5 separate regions of the Mus musculus genome follow, and all the other regions are linked to region 1. A link is a contact called in public promoter capture Hi-C data. All regions are on one chromosome and are shown on one strand. Each heading gives the region's core, a stretch centred on a gene start, on an enhancer-like site or on the middle of the called end of the contact. The rest is flanking DNA. Distances are from core to core; before and after follow the strand shown. Region 1 holds the start of Adam19 (a disintegrin and metallopeptidase domain 19 (meltrin beta)). Region 2 has its middle 23 kb from the start of Rnf145. Region 3 holds the start of Ebf1 (early B cell factor 1). Region 4 holds the start of 4930597A21Rik (RIKEN cDNA 4930597A21 gene). Region 5 overlaps Il12b (interleukin 12b).

Region 1 (2,700 bases), core at 198-2,697:
ACCAATGGTAAGAATGGTTTGATCCCTTCCCTCTGTGAGAGCCTTGCAGACTCACGGTGCATTGGTTTTGAGAGTTCCTGGCCTGGTTTTGGGGGTGGGGGATGGGGAAAGGAACTGACAAATGTAGGTGCGAGACTCCCCTTCCAGAGCCTCCTCTCCCTTGGAGTTTTGCTAACCAACCCTATACAGATTATTTCTGGCTATCTCTTTTTTCTGTTCTTCATTCATCAACTAAGGCATGTTGCACCAGGCTTTGTAATAGCAAATATACAGACTCTAAGTGAAACCCAGACATTAGCTTTGTGACCTTTGGTGAGGGGACTTAATGCTTTTCTGGTTTGATTCCCCTCCCCCAGAGGGGAGATAGAGATGAAGCCAATACCTACCCCCTCCAGATGGTCGCCTAATTATCACTGTTATTCTACACTGTGTCAATGGAGTCCAGATTAGCCTCAAATTCACCACGTAGCAGAGATTAACCTTGAACTTTGGATCCTCCAGCCTCTGCCCCATAAGTGCTGGGATCACAGTGGTGCACCACACTCCTGGAATTACGAGGTCCTGGGGATGGAACCCAGGGCTTCATGAGTGCATGACAAGCATTCCACCAGCTGAGACACATTTCCAGTCCACAGCGGACTCATGACAAGATCAACTATCAGAGGCCCTAGCACGTACGGAATGTCAATAAAAGCTAAGTCCTAAGTGTCTGCTACTGTAATTTTCTTAGTGATAGCCATCATTTGTGGGCTTCATCTTCCATTGCATCCTAAACCCTAACCATCCCAAATTCTGCTCTCTCCTGTCCCCAACCTATACAGCCCAAGGCTTCCCTCCTTCTCTGTAATCCTGTCTAGACTGTTTCTTGGGCTTGGTGTTCTGTTTCTGGAGTACAGAAGCCCTGTCCTCTGGGATGCTGGATCTGCAACCCCACCCCCTCCACCCCCCACCTCCCGTGTCAGAAGGCCTGGACTAAAGGCCCAGATTGGAGTCCCGATAGGAAAACAAGTTCTTTTAGCACTCATTTCAGTCCCTTGGAATTAACTCTTTCACAGCCTGACTCCAAGAGTAGTCAATCCTGGAAGGTAGAGCTACAAAGAGTTGTCTTGGTCACCCAAAGTACTTAGCATAAAGCGGGATAGAGTAAACTAGCTACAGTGGGGCAGAAGTGTGTGTGTGTGTGTGTGTGTGTGTGTGTGTGTGTGTGTGTGTGTGTGTTTAACACTTTCAACCCCAGTCCTGTAATCTCCCAGGCCTCAAGAATGGTTGATTACTTCAGAAATTCGGATCATCCCTTCCCCTGGGTGTCCTTCACCTGAGTCAGCGATGCTCCCGGGGGGCTTCCCTCGCTCCTCCCACTGCTGTCCCTCCAGCCACCACCAACCCCCTCCTCCGCGTGGCGCCTCCCCTCCTCCCATTCCAGGCAGAGCCCTGAGGGGCTAGGGGCGGAGCGTCTGGGATGTGGGCTGGGTGGCTTTTAGGCCGGCGTTTGCTTGAAAACCTCCGCCGCCGCTAGGCCGGGGGCAGGCAATGGCAGGGGATGTGTGATTGCGGACAGTGAGAGGGCCGTTGCTATCATGCCCGGGCGCGCGGGCGTCGCCCGGTTCTGCTTGCTGGCTCTCGCTCTGCAGCTACATTGGCCGCTGGCGGCGTGCGAGCCGGGATGGACCACAAGTAAGTGGCAGCGCGCAGATGGGTTCTGAGGCGACTAGGGGTGGTGGTGATGACTGAGGGTCTGAGAGTCGCTCTTGCATGCCGGCAGCTCCATGACCGCTATCCCTGCGGACTCCGCCACTCCCCGGGTGTGAGTATCGCCACCCCCAAGCCTAGGAGCCCAGGCTTTGTTCTCTTGTGGTGAGCCACGGGAGGTCGTGGAGCTAGTGCGCTCACTGCAATCAGAAAGCAGTAAGTCTCTCTCTCTCTCTCTCTCTCTCTCTCTCTCTCTCTTTGCTTGCCTTCCTTTCTTCATCTCCCCGTGTTTTCTTACTTTGGGCTTCTCTTTCCGCTGCTCTTCCTATCTTTGCTGTTTTTCTTGAGGTTGCTCGTCTCCGCTCTGCCTCTCTCTCATCGCTATTTTGCGCCCGCTGCTCTAGCAACCCCAGAGCATCCCCAGAGGAGCACCCCAAGCATCCTATCCCGAATCGGCGAGGGAACCACTCCCTGGATCTTGCTGGGGGCGGGGGGGTGGTGGTGTCAAAAGCATACCAGTGGGATAGAAAATCAAAGGTTTCCGAGAGATTAGGGTAGGGTGGTTTACTGGTTATCTCTGCCTGTACACTTAGCATCTCTGAAAGACCATAAAAGAACCATGCGCACCCATTATGCAGATCGTAAGCTGAAGTTCACTAACAAAAACCCAGGTGTGTATAAGTACGCCCCACATTGAAGATCTGATACTGGAAACCGGAGCTTTCTTTCCACCTCACCCAATGCCTATCTCCTCTTGGCCTCAGTTTTCATGTGAAGAAAATGGAATGGGCTCCACGCTTCCAGTTTGGACGCTGGATAATGCCTATTTCTCACAACTGTTTTCCCAGGCACCGCTCCCTCCCGGGCCGCATCCCTCAGAGGTTCTCATAGGATTTCGCGGAAGGGACGGTCCCGGAGGGGCAATGCCTGGCTTCTGTCATCTTGACCCGGGAGAGCTTATTTAGCCTTAGCTCTGAGGCAGCTGGAGAGCTGGGCTGACTCCAGACGGTC
Region 2 (2,700 bases), core at 62-2,561, 1.6 Mb before region 1:
CCACAACATCCTGTGTGAGCCCAGTTGTGTTTAAGGTAGACAGGTGCCTAGAGACAAGTACTCCTCATTGGGTGAGACAAGAATGGGGCATCAATTTACAGTGCGTGGAGTTTTTGTTGTTGTTTTTCTTCCCCAGCAGCCAATGTTAAAAGTCTGCTTAAGAATCTGGCAAAACCTGACGTTTTTAAGGCTCAACCAACACTCCCAAGACCAAAAGAATAGTGTTTACACTTCAAAAGATAGAACCACTTGTATATAGTGATGTATACATTAGGGAAGAAGTTACCCTTCTTCCCATGTCTCCAGCTGCAAATAAACCCCGTCGATGGCCACTCTACAATTTCTGAAAATGGTGGTATGGTGCTGCTGCTGTTGGTGGTGCTAGTGTTGCTGTTGGTGGTGATGCTGATGCTGGTGGTGGTTGTGGTGGTGCTGGTCAAGGGGTGGTGGTGGTGGTAGTTGTTGTTGGTGGTGGTGGTGCTAGTGGTGGTGGTGGTGCTAGTGGTGGTGGTGGTGGTGGTGGTTGTTGGTGGTGGTGGTGGGTGGTGGTGGTTGTTGTTGTTGGTGGTGGTGGTGGGTGGTGGTGGTGGTTGGTGGTGGTGGTGGTGGTGGTGGTGGTGGGTGGTGGTGGTGGTGGTGGTGGGTGGTGGTGGTGGTTGGTGGTGGTGGTGGTGGTGGTGGGTGGTGGTGGTGGTGGTGGTGGTGGTGGTGGTGGTTGGTGGTGGTGGTGGTGGTGGTGGTGGTGGTGGGTGGTGGTGGTGGTGGTGGTGGTGGTGGTGGTGGTGGTGGGTGGTGGTGGTGGTGGTGGTGGTGGTGGTGGTGGTGGTGGTGGTGGTGGGTGGTGGTGGTGGTGGTGGTGGTGGTGGGTGGTGGTGGTGGAGGTGGTGGAGGTGGTGATAGTGATGGTGTAGTCTCAGGAAAGCCAGTCTCCCAGAGTTGAGTTAGGAAGGCTGCTCCTTTCCCAAAGCCTGTCCTGGGCCTCTGCGCAGAGCCTCAGCCAAAGGCTTGTTCCTTAGTGCCACCTTCCTGGTCCCCAAACTCCAGAGCTTTTCCCAAGACCAGATTGGCACCTGGGCTCTCAGTAATCTACATGTACTGCTTGAGAGAATTGCCTTGACTGGAGTCCACTCCCAGTTCCTTCTAGAAGTCAGCATTATTCACGGAAAAGCTGGAACCAACTCCTCTTTCAGTTTCAAAGACTGCACCAGGAAGTCCCAGCAGGCTCTCTGAAAGACACCAACACCTGTGAGGTCCCAGTTCAGTTATGTCTCATTGCTCACAGGCATGCCTCCAAAGCCCTCCAGTGCTTGAGAAACAAAGAAGAAAGGCCCTGGGGAGAGGGCCCTCCCCCCTGAGAGAGCAGAACTGGGCTAACAGGAAACCAGGCTGTCCTTTCTTGGCTTAGAAAGCGTGATGCCTTTATTAGTCTGAAAGAGTTTAGAGGGAAAAGTTACAGGGCTGTCACTAACCTGGGCCCTCTGAGCATACGATTCTTTCAAGTTGACAGCAAGGGTCTGACATCAGAGTAGCAATGGTTGTCTAACACTGTGAACATACTTAAAGGCACTGGTTCAAATACTTTTTTAAAAGAAAATGATTGGCTCATGCTTTCTGAATTTCACTTCAATAAAACTCCCATTTGATTAGTCTTCTGGGCAATCTTCCCTCTCTGCCAAGTGAGATCCTGCTTGCAGATCTGTAAGCCAAGAACAGCAGCCTAATCTTAAAATTCCCTAGAAGTTTTAACCTCTTGTGTTTGTTCTTTTCCTTCCCTTTAACTTCTTGTAACTGCTGACTCGGACTCGGGTGAAGACAAACCACCTCTTATTAAGGCTGTGCCATTGCCTCATGTGTTGACCTTAGGGCTACTTTAGTCGGATCTTCTTGCACTTGGACTTCCCCTGCATTTTCTAACAACCAGCTCACTCCTTTTCTTTTATTCTCAGCTCAATTGCTTCTGAATGCTCAGATTGCTCTTAAAAATCTGCCGTGTCAACTATGGGCAAACAATGGCTTCTGAGGGGGGGGGGGAGTTTAGCTTTCTCTATGGGTCAAGCCCTTTAATAAGTTATCCAAGCCCAAGTGTTCAGCCCTTAACACATATGCATACAAGCAAGACTAAATGGGCTCCGTGGGGTATATGTGTGTTTATGTATAGTCAAGGAGCAGTAACAACCGGGGCAGGGGGTATGAACTTGAGAGGGAGTGAAGATGGCATGGAAGGAGTTGGAGAGGCAAGAGGAAGTGGTGAAATGTGGTAAATAAGAATACATGTATGAAATTATCAAAAATTTTTCAATTTTAAAAATCTGTCATTTAACCCCCTGGTAAAGAATAGGATATTTTCATATTATTGCTAATAACCACCTTAAAAAAAACAAACAAACTTAAGACTACTTGATCCCAGGCTGCCTTTGTAAAAGATTGAAATTGGGGGCGTGGAGGTGATCATTGGTTAACAGTGCTTGCTGTGCAGATATGAGGAGCCGAGTTCAGATGCCCAACAAACACCCAAGGAAAAAGCTGACTGTGGACTCTCAGGTCTGGAGCAGCACCGGGAACCAGCCTACCTGAAAAGTGGCCAGCTCCAGGCTCTGTGGCAATGCCTGCCTCAGAAGAAGGTGATAAAGCATGGTAGATCAGGGCATCCGACATCTTTCAATGACTTACTTGGTGTACACGCATGTGAATGCTGGAACC
Region 3 (2,796 bases), core at 82-2,581, 1.4 Mb before region 1:
CACATAAAGTTCATCCCGCCACCCTTGTTTCAGAGTGAAGAGCTGGACACCTGGGATGGGCATCCTGCCTTTTCTGCCTGGTCAGTCCTTTTTTCCTCCACGTTTGCCCCCGAAGTCCCAGGACAGGCAAGCAAGGGACTAGGCGTCTGCCCAAAGAGAACGCAGTCAGTACGCCTCCGTCGCGCTCAGGGCTCGGAAGGGATGCTTAAGAACTGCCATGGTGCATACCCCTTCGACTCAGGATACCTCCATCTCCTTCCCTCTGCCCCCTCTCTCGCTCTCTAAGGCCACGCTCCTTCCAGTTTAGACGCTAGAGCTCAGAGATCCCTTGCTCGCCACTTTGCCGGGAACTTTGGCGGCTCCCCTGCGCCACAAGGAGAAGGATGTTAATGAGGGAGTGTGGCCAGGCTCTGTGAACAAGCCAGCTCGGGAGCTGCGATTGGCTGTGATAAGGCGGAAGGATGACGTTATGCAAAGAAGGGGCGTGTCTAGGCTGCGAGGGCCCCGCCTCCTTCCCTTTGGGGTTAGTGTGCCTGTGTTTAGCTCTGGGGAGAGTCAAACTGGATTCCACAGGGAGAGCCTGCAAATCACTTCTATTTTAGCAAGGAGAAAACAGAATCTCCATCCAGCAGGGTCCACCCCTCTCTTTCTCCCTCTCCTCTCTTTTTCTATCTCTTTCCCTCCCCCCTTCCTCTTTCCCTCTCTCTCCCCTTCCCCCCCCCCCCTCCGGTGTATCTGTCTACAGCAACCAGCGTCCTCATCTACACGCACGGAAAGGAAAGAAACATCTTTGGTTGAGAGAGGAGGAGGAAAAAAGAGAGAGAAAAAAACTTGCCTGGTTGTGGAAAATGACACTTCAAGTAGCCAAGCCGGCTTCGAGAGTCGTATCTATTGTTTCTTAAATTGTCATCAGGGTGGTTTTTTTTCTTCCTGCTTCTTCAAGTGAAGGTACCGCTACAAAAGGAAACTCCAGCCCCTCCTGTTCTCCAACGGCCTGTGATTACTACAAAAAGAAAAAAAAAAAGGCAAAAAAAAAAAAAAAAGCAAAAAAAAAAAAAAAAAAAAAAAAAAAAAAGGAAAAAAAAAGCACCCAAACTCAAAACCAACCAACCAAACAACCCCCAACAGCCAGGCATATATCTCTGTTTTTTCTTAATTTTGGTCTTTTCGTTGGATTTTCCCTTTCTTTTTTTTTCCCCTCGCCCCCCTCCTTGTTATCGCTCAGTTTTGAGCGAAGGTTTACATTTTTAAAAATTTTGCTTTTCAGCCCGCCTTGATGTAGCGCGAGTCTCATCGACTCAAAAAAAAAAAAAAAAATCTGTGGTTGGCGTTTTTTTTTTTTTTTCCTTTTTTTTTTTTTCAAATATTTTCAAAGGGGAGGAGATTTTTCCACAAGAAAAGGTTGTTTTCATGTTTGGGATCCAGGAAAGCATCCAACGGAGTGGAAGCAGTATGAAGGAAGAGCCGCTGGGCAGCGGCATGAACGCGGTGCGGACGTGGATGCAGGGCGCCGGGGTGCTGGACGCCAACACAGCGGCGCAGAGGTGGGTACCGCTGGGGGACCGTGGAGGAGAGGCCACCGGCTAGCGGGAGAGCCCGGAGACGGCGGCGCGGCTACCCGGGGCCTGGCCACGCGAGTGCGTCTGCCGCTGCGCTGCGCTCGCCGCCCGAGCTCCGCGCTCCTCGGCTGCGCAGCACTCGTCGCCGGGTGGCCAGAGATCAGCGAGCTGCTGGAGGGAGCCGAGCCCAAGCTTTGCCGGCACTTTCCGCAGCCCCATCTGCGAGTGTTTTCGTTTTGTTTTAACCCAGAAGAGGCGTCTCTGCAGCTCGGTGTTGGATAGCTGCGCTTTTCTGACCGCTTGTTTTCTTTTCTGTGTGGTTATATTTTTCCCTTTTCCTCTCCTTCTCTTCGCTTCCTTTCCCCTTTATTTCGCTTCAGTTCTTTCCTTTTTCTTCTTCCCTCTTTTCTTTTTTCCTACTTAATTTTCTTCTCTCCCCCTTTCTTCCTTTCTATTTTCTACCTTCTTTAATTCTTTCCTTTCCCCCTATCTTTCCTTTCCCTTTTCTACCTTCTTTAATTTTTTCTTGTCCTTCTCCACTCTTTTCCCCCCTTCTTTCTCAGTTTCACTCTTCGTTTTTCTCTTCTCTTTCCTCACCTGGCTCTCTCCCCCGTTTCTCTCTCTCTCTCTCTCTCTCTCTCTCCATTTTTCTTCTTGGAGTCTCCTCTTATTTCTCCTATCTGGTTCTTTACTCTCTCCTCTCTCCACTTCTTAGCCTTCAGTTTTTCTCAGTCTGCCTGTAGAATAGTGATTTCCAACTTTAATTTTCACATCTCCTAAAAGCCACCCTCATCCACTGTCACCTTGGCCTTCCCCAGTCCCTCTCCCACTCTCCAGATCCTACACTGAGTGATTTGGAGGCCATGCTCTTGGAGACCAACTTGAGGAACTTCCCTGGACACACCCAGTGCCCTGTCCAGGGGCTCCTAGTCCCAAGTGAGAAATGGTACCTTGCCCTTTTCATTGCTGGCCACCACCTGGGCTTCGGGGAAAACTTTGTGGGCCCAGGCTCCATTAGACATAAAGGGTGCAGAAGGGGAATGGGGAGTAGTTCCATCTTTCCATTTTTGGGGGGAAGGGCTAGGGACAACTGTCCTATACTGTTTCCATCCCCATGAGCACAGGGTTGGGAGTGGTTGGTAGTGAGAGTGAATTGGGTAACTAGGCTAGAAGCGAAAGTGTGTGTGTGTGTGTGTGTGTGTGTGTGTGTGTGTGTGTGTGTGTGTGTTGTCCGATA
Region 4 (2,900 bases), core at 159-2,658, 1.5 Mb before region 1:
AGCTCTTGACTCTAGCTGCATATGTATCAAAAGATGGCCTAGTCGGCCATCACTGGAAAGAGAGGCCCATTGGACACGCAGACTTTGTGTGCCCCGGTACAGGGGAACGCCAGGGCCAAAGGGGGGGAGTGGGTGGGTAGGGGAGTGGGGGTGGGTGGGTAAGGGGGACTTTTGTTATAGCATTGGAAATGTAAATGAGCTAAATACCTAATAAAAAATGGAAAAAAAAAAAAAACCCCAGTGCCAATAGACAACTTCCCAATTGAAACTCCATTTTCTTTCTTTCTTTCTTTCTTTCTTTCTTTCTTTCTTTCTTTCTTTCTTTCTTTCTTTCTTTCTTTCTTCCTTCCTTCCTTCCTTCCTTCCTTCCTTTCTCTCTCTCTCTCTCTCTCTCTCTTATTTTCTCTCTCTCTCTCTTTCTTTCTTTCCCTTTTTTCTTTTTTTCTTTCTTTTTTTTGGATAGGCAGGGTTATATTTCAGGACATTTCTCTGGTTCACACTACACTTCCTTTATTCAAAATTAAGCGTGATAGTTGGGGTTAAGGCAAGGGCTCGGCCTGGATACAGGTTGTGTAAAGGTTCAGAGGGCTCGCTTTGTGGCTCAGAGGCAGAGCAATAGCCTCACATGCATGGCACCCTAGTCCAATCTCCACTGCAGCAAATTAGGAAGCTTTAGATATACTCTGTAATTAATGTAGAACTGTAATCTACGTCTGACACTTCAGATACAGATGATGTCATCTATACCTGAGTCAGCTCATGAAATCTAAGACTCTGGATGATGTAAGAATTAATTAATAAAAAATGGGAGTATAGGGAAGGTTCCCTTTTTATGTTAAAATCCTAATGAGTAAAATTAGAGTAAAAAATGACAGCATTAGGTTACTATTTTGCAACTGTTACTTCATTGAGGTTTCAAGCAAAAACATCAGCTTTGCAAACTCGAACATTGTTACTCCATGAATCCCTTATTAATTAGAAGAGAATTCACAGCAGCTTTCTAAGATGGAATCTTGGTGGTCAGGACCACTGTAACCAAACACTCAATATAACCAGTGCCATGACAAGCCTTTGTCATGTGCCTTTTGCTATGATTTGAATATATATATATATATATATATATATATATATATATATATTCTTCAGCATATAATCCTATATGTGGGATTACTGTTCAAGTATATCTCATAACCATAGCAGACAAACTCAAACTAGGGAACAGTGTACAAAAGAATATTTCTGCTTTCATGGTAAGCCTGATTAAATCAAAGGTCTTCTAGACAGGTGCACTACCAAAGATTACCACTAGATGTCACCATGGTCCTGCAGTTTGTTCAGTTTTCCAACTGCCTTTGTGGGTGCATCCGTTGTTCTTGGATTCTTAAAGCAGATACATTTAAGCAATTCTAACACACACAGACTTGGAAAGACCTACAAATTAAGTAAGGTTAGAGGTAATGGAGGTGGAGAACGAAGTTTTAGATTAAGTTTGTGTCTACCATTTCATACTGTGGACTGGGTGATTCCTGCTGACCCCCAGGCCCTGGTTTCCTTATGTGTAAAATGATTAGGGTAAGCTTTAAGGTAGGGATTAGGGTAGCCTTTAAGCTGATATTTTCTGATTGAAAGTGTTTCAGTGTTCTTACGAGAAATTTTTCTCTGGACCACTCTGGACCCATTACTGTTTACTCTGTCAGCCTGCCCCTCCCTCTGCCCCACACCCCCTTATTTTTTTTTAAATTAGATATTTTCTTTATTTAAATTTCAAATGTTATCCCCTTTCCTGGTTTCCTCTCCCAAAACATCCTCTCCCCCTCCCCCCTCCCCCTGCTCACCAACCCACCCACTCCTGCTTCCTGGCCCTGGCATTCCCCTATACTGGGGCATAGAGCCTTTACAGGACCAAGGGCCTATCCTCCCATTGATGACCGACCAGGCCATCCTCTGCTACATATGCAACTAGGGCCATGAGTCCCACCATGTGTTTTCTTTGATTGGTGGTTTAATCCCAGGGAGCTCTGGGGGTACTGGTTAATTCATATTGTTGCTCCTTCTATGAGGCTGCAAAACACTTCAGCTCCTTGGGTACTTTCTCAAGCTCCTTCATTGAGGACCCTGTGCTCCGTCCAATGGATGACTGTGAGCATCCACTTCTGTATTTGTCAGGCACTGGCAAAGCCTCACAGCAGACAGCTATATCAGGCTCCTATCAGCAAGCTCTTGTTGGCTTCCACAATAGTGTCTGGGTTTGGTGATTGTATATGGGATGGACCTCCAGGCCCACACCCCCTTATTTATCTCATTTGTGTTTATCTCTGTTTATGTAAATGGAAGTAAAGAGATCTCAATAATGTTACAATCACAAATGTAAACCTTTTCCCTTGCATAAGTAGAAGGTACCCAGAGGGAATAACTTAGAGACTGTAGATATGATCCAGTGGATCAGCCAGGCAAGAGGACTGGCTGCCAGTAATTCCAGAACCCGGGACGTAAAGATCCCCTTGGCAAGTTGGCTAGTGAGACTAGCCAGAATTGGAGACCTTTAGGGTTAAAGAGAGACCCTGCCTCCGTAAGTAAGGGGGGATTGATTGAAGAAGACATTTGCCTTCAACTCTGGACTACCACATTCATGCGCACACACATGCACACATGCACCACCATACATGTGCAGCCACACATATGTGACCATGAAAATATAAACACATACTGGCTCCACACATATGTATAAATACACACCCCTCCATATATATATTAGAGTGGGGTAATTAAATCTGACCTAGGTACTATGTGCTGAAGGTCAGGGCCTGGCACTTGCTGTGTTTTTGTCCTGTGTTTAGAGTTACAGAGTATTAAAGAATACTTACAGACAGACTAACCCTGAGACTTTCCTTAGGCAGATG
Region 5 (2,700 bases), core at 169-2,668, 1.6 Mb before region 1:
CCACTATGTTATTCTGCTCAATACTCTGCCCTGTGTATTCCCTGTGAATTACAACTGGAAGCTTACTCCCCCTCATCTCCATTCCCAACACACACACACACACACACACACACACACACACACACACACACACTAGTGGCTTCTGACAAGGAATCTTGTGCTGTTTGCATCTTTTCTTGTTTCAAGGTCTTCCCTTCCTAATCAGAGACCGATTATTACTGGCCACCTGCCAGTTAAATGACTCGGTGGCAGCTATAGAACTGTTTCTCTGTTCTGTCCCCATGCCCTGAGATCTCTCAGCAAGCACTTGCCAAACTCCTGTGAGCTATGACGTTCCAAGGGCCATGGGTGTGTCAAGACACTGAGTGAAACCCAGTTCCCGGGGTTTGTGAGGCTCCTGGTCCAGGTCCTCACTGCTGGTGCTCTCCAGTTTATGTTGTAGAGGTGGACTGGACTCCCGATGCCCCTGGAGAAACAGTGAACCTCACCTGTGACACGCCTGAAGAAGATGACATCACCTGGACCTCAGACCAGAGACATGGAGTCATAGGCTCTGGAAAGACCCTGACCATCACTGTCAAAGAGTTTCTAGATGCTGGCCAGTACACCTGCCACAAAGGAGGCGAGACTCTGAGCCACTCACATCTGCTGCTCCACAAGAAGGAAAATGGAATTTGGTCCACTGAAATTTTAAAAAGTAATTCCATCCCCCTTGACAGTATCTTTTCTTCTACCCCTCCTTAAAAAGTAATAATTGCAAGTGTGTGTGTGTGTGTGTGTGTGTGCGCGTGCGCGTGCGCGTGCACTGAGGCTCAGAAATGTTTCTCATTTCCTTTGAAACAGGAACTCTCATTGGCCCATAGCTTACCAATAAGCTTTCTTGGTTAGCCAATAACATCCAGAGACCTTGTCTCAAAAAAAAAAAAAAAAAAATCTCACCCTTGTACCATGTAATGGCCAGTGATCCATCCACAGTAAAAAAGAAATAAATAAATAAAATAAAAATAAAAAATAACAAAAACAAATTTCTTTATTAAAAGAAAACTCCTAAATATTTAATTTTTCTTTTCTTTTCAAATGCAGATTTCAAAAACAAGACTTTCCTGAAGTGTGAAGCACCAAATTACTCCGGACGGTTCACGTGCTCATGGCTGGTGCAAAGAAACATGGACTTGAAGTTCAACATCAAGAGCAGTAGCAGGTAAGGGAGCTGCCATGATTTCTCAAGGTTTTGTGTGATCTACTTCATAACAAAAAGAAGTACAAACTGCCCATGGATTATCAGTGACTGGTAATGGAACAGCAAAGTCAATTCTGTATTTTTTTTTTCAACTTCCCTCTGCTCGCCTAAGGAAATAGCATGGAGCTTTAAGCCAGCCCTCTGAGACTAGTTGGCTGGGTAGTTTGAATTCACTCATCCGAATTGCCTGGCCGTGCTTCATTAAGGCTCACAGCACCATGGGGAGGAATTAAAAAGAAGCCACAGCTACAAATAACTGGCCAGAGCTCGACCTTGTGTCAAAAGCAGAATTGAGTGCTCCAGGGCCTTGCTGTTGGAAGCCCTGGAACAGATTCCAGAACCCTCTGAGGCCTTTCGAGATTTTCCTAGAGCCTTTTCAACTTCTTCCCCCCCCCACCCCCACCCCCCAACCGTTATTCTGAAGTTCAGTTTCCCCAATGCACTTGGGCTTTTCCTAAAAACATCATCTCCCAGGGCTGCAGAGCGGGTGTGTCAGACTGCTCTACAGCTGACTTTAGTCAGCAACTAAATCCCTGAGCCACATGGAGGGCAGGGAGTGAGCGCCCTGGCTCTCCCACTATTTAAATGAATAAACGGGGGACAGGGGGTGTGGGGGGGACGACTCCCTTTTCCATCTTTATCATGAATTTGCTATGACTTAACTTAGCTAAGGAAAATAATGGTTCAGGGTGACATCAGAGTCCTTGTTGCTTCTATGAGAATTTTCTGATCTGGTAAAGGTGGCCCCAAAGGAGACCAGTGTACAATGCAGATGCTTACATATAGAAACATGCCAGACCTCTATGTGCTTTAAAAAATTAGACAAGCACGATACATTTTCCTGCTAGAGAAATCTTGCACGTGTTCCTGAAGAAACTAGTACATGGATAAGGGTCAGTGGAACATTTTGCATAATTAGCAAAAGCATGCTCAAATGGAACATCAATGTGCATCTATTGAAATAAATAACTCAACTTTCGTGTTCTGTTTAGAGAACTCCCCCACAATACTTTCAGAGAGGAAAAAGACGTTACAAACTCATGCATATATATTTTTCATTTGTCTTTAAAGTTGTGCTACTCTTTGGATAAACTACATATGTACATATATGTCTGTGTGCATGTCTATCTTAAATATTCATTTGGAAAAACTCTAGAAGTAACAAACTGTGAACAATGTCTATATGTGGGACTCAGATTTGAGTAAAAAGGAGAATTGTGGCGACACGCATGTTTTCTTTATAATCATCTTTGTTGTTATAATTCTTTATAATTCAGCAGTTTCTCTTGCATTACGATATTTTCAGGTTCATTTAGGCAGAGATGCAACTTTCAGTCTCTTACAGCTAAGCTTCCACTCTGCAAAGGGCAAGGGGGTTTTTGTTTGGTTTTGGTTTTGGTTGTTTTATTCCACTGGAGAAATCCAACCAGCTGGACAGACTGGCCTCGGACTGTAGACAC

The links. Promoter capture Hi-C pulls out the DNA fragments that hold promoters and counts their contacts.
Region 2: a contact with region 1 is called in a promoter capture Hi-C map of pre-B cells, with 4 times the contacts expected there. The contact joins the enhancer-like site here to the promoter of Adam19 in region 1. A contact is called at or near these places in 3 of 39 promoter capture datasets (cranial neural crest, liver and pre-B cells), 2 of 115 datasets of contacts at active chromatin or transcription factors (bone marrow-derived dendritic cells and large pre-B cells) and 1 of 9 other capture datasets (liver).
Region 3: a promoter capture Hi-C map of embryonic stem cells shows a contact between it and region 1, with 3 times the contacts expected there. The contact joins the promoter of Ebf1 here to the promoter of Adam19 in region 1. A contact is called at or near these places in 2 of 39 promoter capture datasets (embryonic stem cells and second pharyngeal arch cranial neural crest) and 5 of 115 datasets of contacts at active chromatin or transcription factors (astrocytes, embryonic stem cells, microglia and 1 more).
Region 4: a promoter capture Hi-C map of pre-B cells shows a contact between it and region 1, with 10 times the contacts expected there. The contact joins the promoter of 4930597A21Rik here to the promoter of Adam19 in region 1. A contact is called at or near these places in 5 of 39 promoter capture datasets (cranial neural crest, hippocampal neurons, liver and 1 more), 1 of 484 Hi-C or Micro-C datasets (cortical neurons), 5 of 115 datasets of contacts at active chromatin or transcription factors (astrocytes, cardiomyocytes, embryonic forebrain and 2 more) and 2 of 9 other capture datasets (adipose tissue and embryonic stem cells).
Region 5: a contact with region 1 is called in a promoter capture Hi-C map of pre-B cells, with 15 times the contacts expected there. The contact joins the enhancer-like site here to the promoter of Adam19 in region 1. A contact is called at or near these places in 3 of 39 promoter capture datasets (hippocampal neurons, liver and pre-B cells) and 1 of 115 datasets of contacts at active chromatin or transcription factors (bone marrow-derived dendritic cells).

What each region holds. Positions count from the first base shown.
Region 1 is chr11:46,054,537-46,057,236 of GRCm38.p6, forward strand. It overlaps Adam19 (a disintegrin and metallopeptidase domain 19 (meltrin beta)), which reads left to right and starts at 1,448. Exons shown (of 23, transcript NM_009616.4): 1 at 1,448-1,674. The coding sequence starts at 1,578.
Region 2 is chr11:44,495,095-44,497,794 of GRCm38.p6, forward strand. No RefSeq gene overlaps it. Among named protein-coding and RNA genes, the nearest start is that of Rnf145, 23 kb to the right of the region's middle. Within about 2 kb of position 1,312, at least 110 of the 459 cell types and tissues checked have an H3K27ac peak or open chromatin away from gene starts, as enhancers often do. A contact at or near this core is called in pre-B cells, where this site is marked.
Region 3 is chr11:44,616,769-44,619,564 of GRCm38.p6, forward strand. It overlaps Ebf1 (early B cell factor 1), which reads left to right and starts at 1,332. Exons shown (of 16, transcript NM_007897.3): 1 at 1,332-1,544. The coding sequence starts at 1,411.
Region 4 is chr11:44,584,909-44,587,808 of GRCm38.p6, forward strand. It overlaps 4930597A21Rik (RIKEN cDNA 4930597A21 gene), which reads left to right and starts at 1,409. Exons shown (of 4, transcript NR_126460.1): 1 at 1,409-1,442; 2 at 2,394-2,569.
Region 5 is chr11:44,407,378-44,410,077 of GRCm38.p6, forward strand. Il12b (interleukin 12b) reads left to right here. Exons shown (of 8, transcript NM_001303244.1): 3 at 431-697; 4 at 1,084-1,201. Among named protein-coding and RNA genes, the nearest start is that of Il12b, 8.7 kb to the left of the region's middle. Within about 2 kb of position 1,419, at least 2 of the 459 cell types and tissues checked have an H3K27ac peak or open chromatin away from gene starts, as enhancers often do. A contact at or near this core is called in pre-B cells, where this site is marked.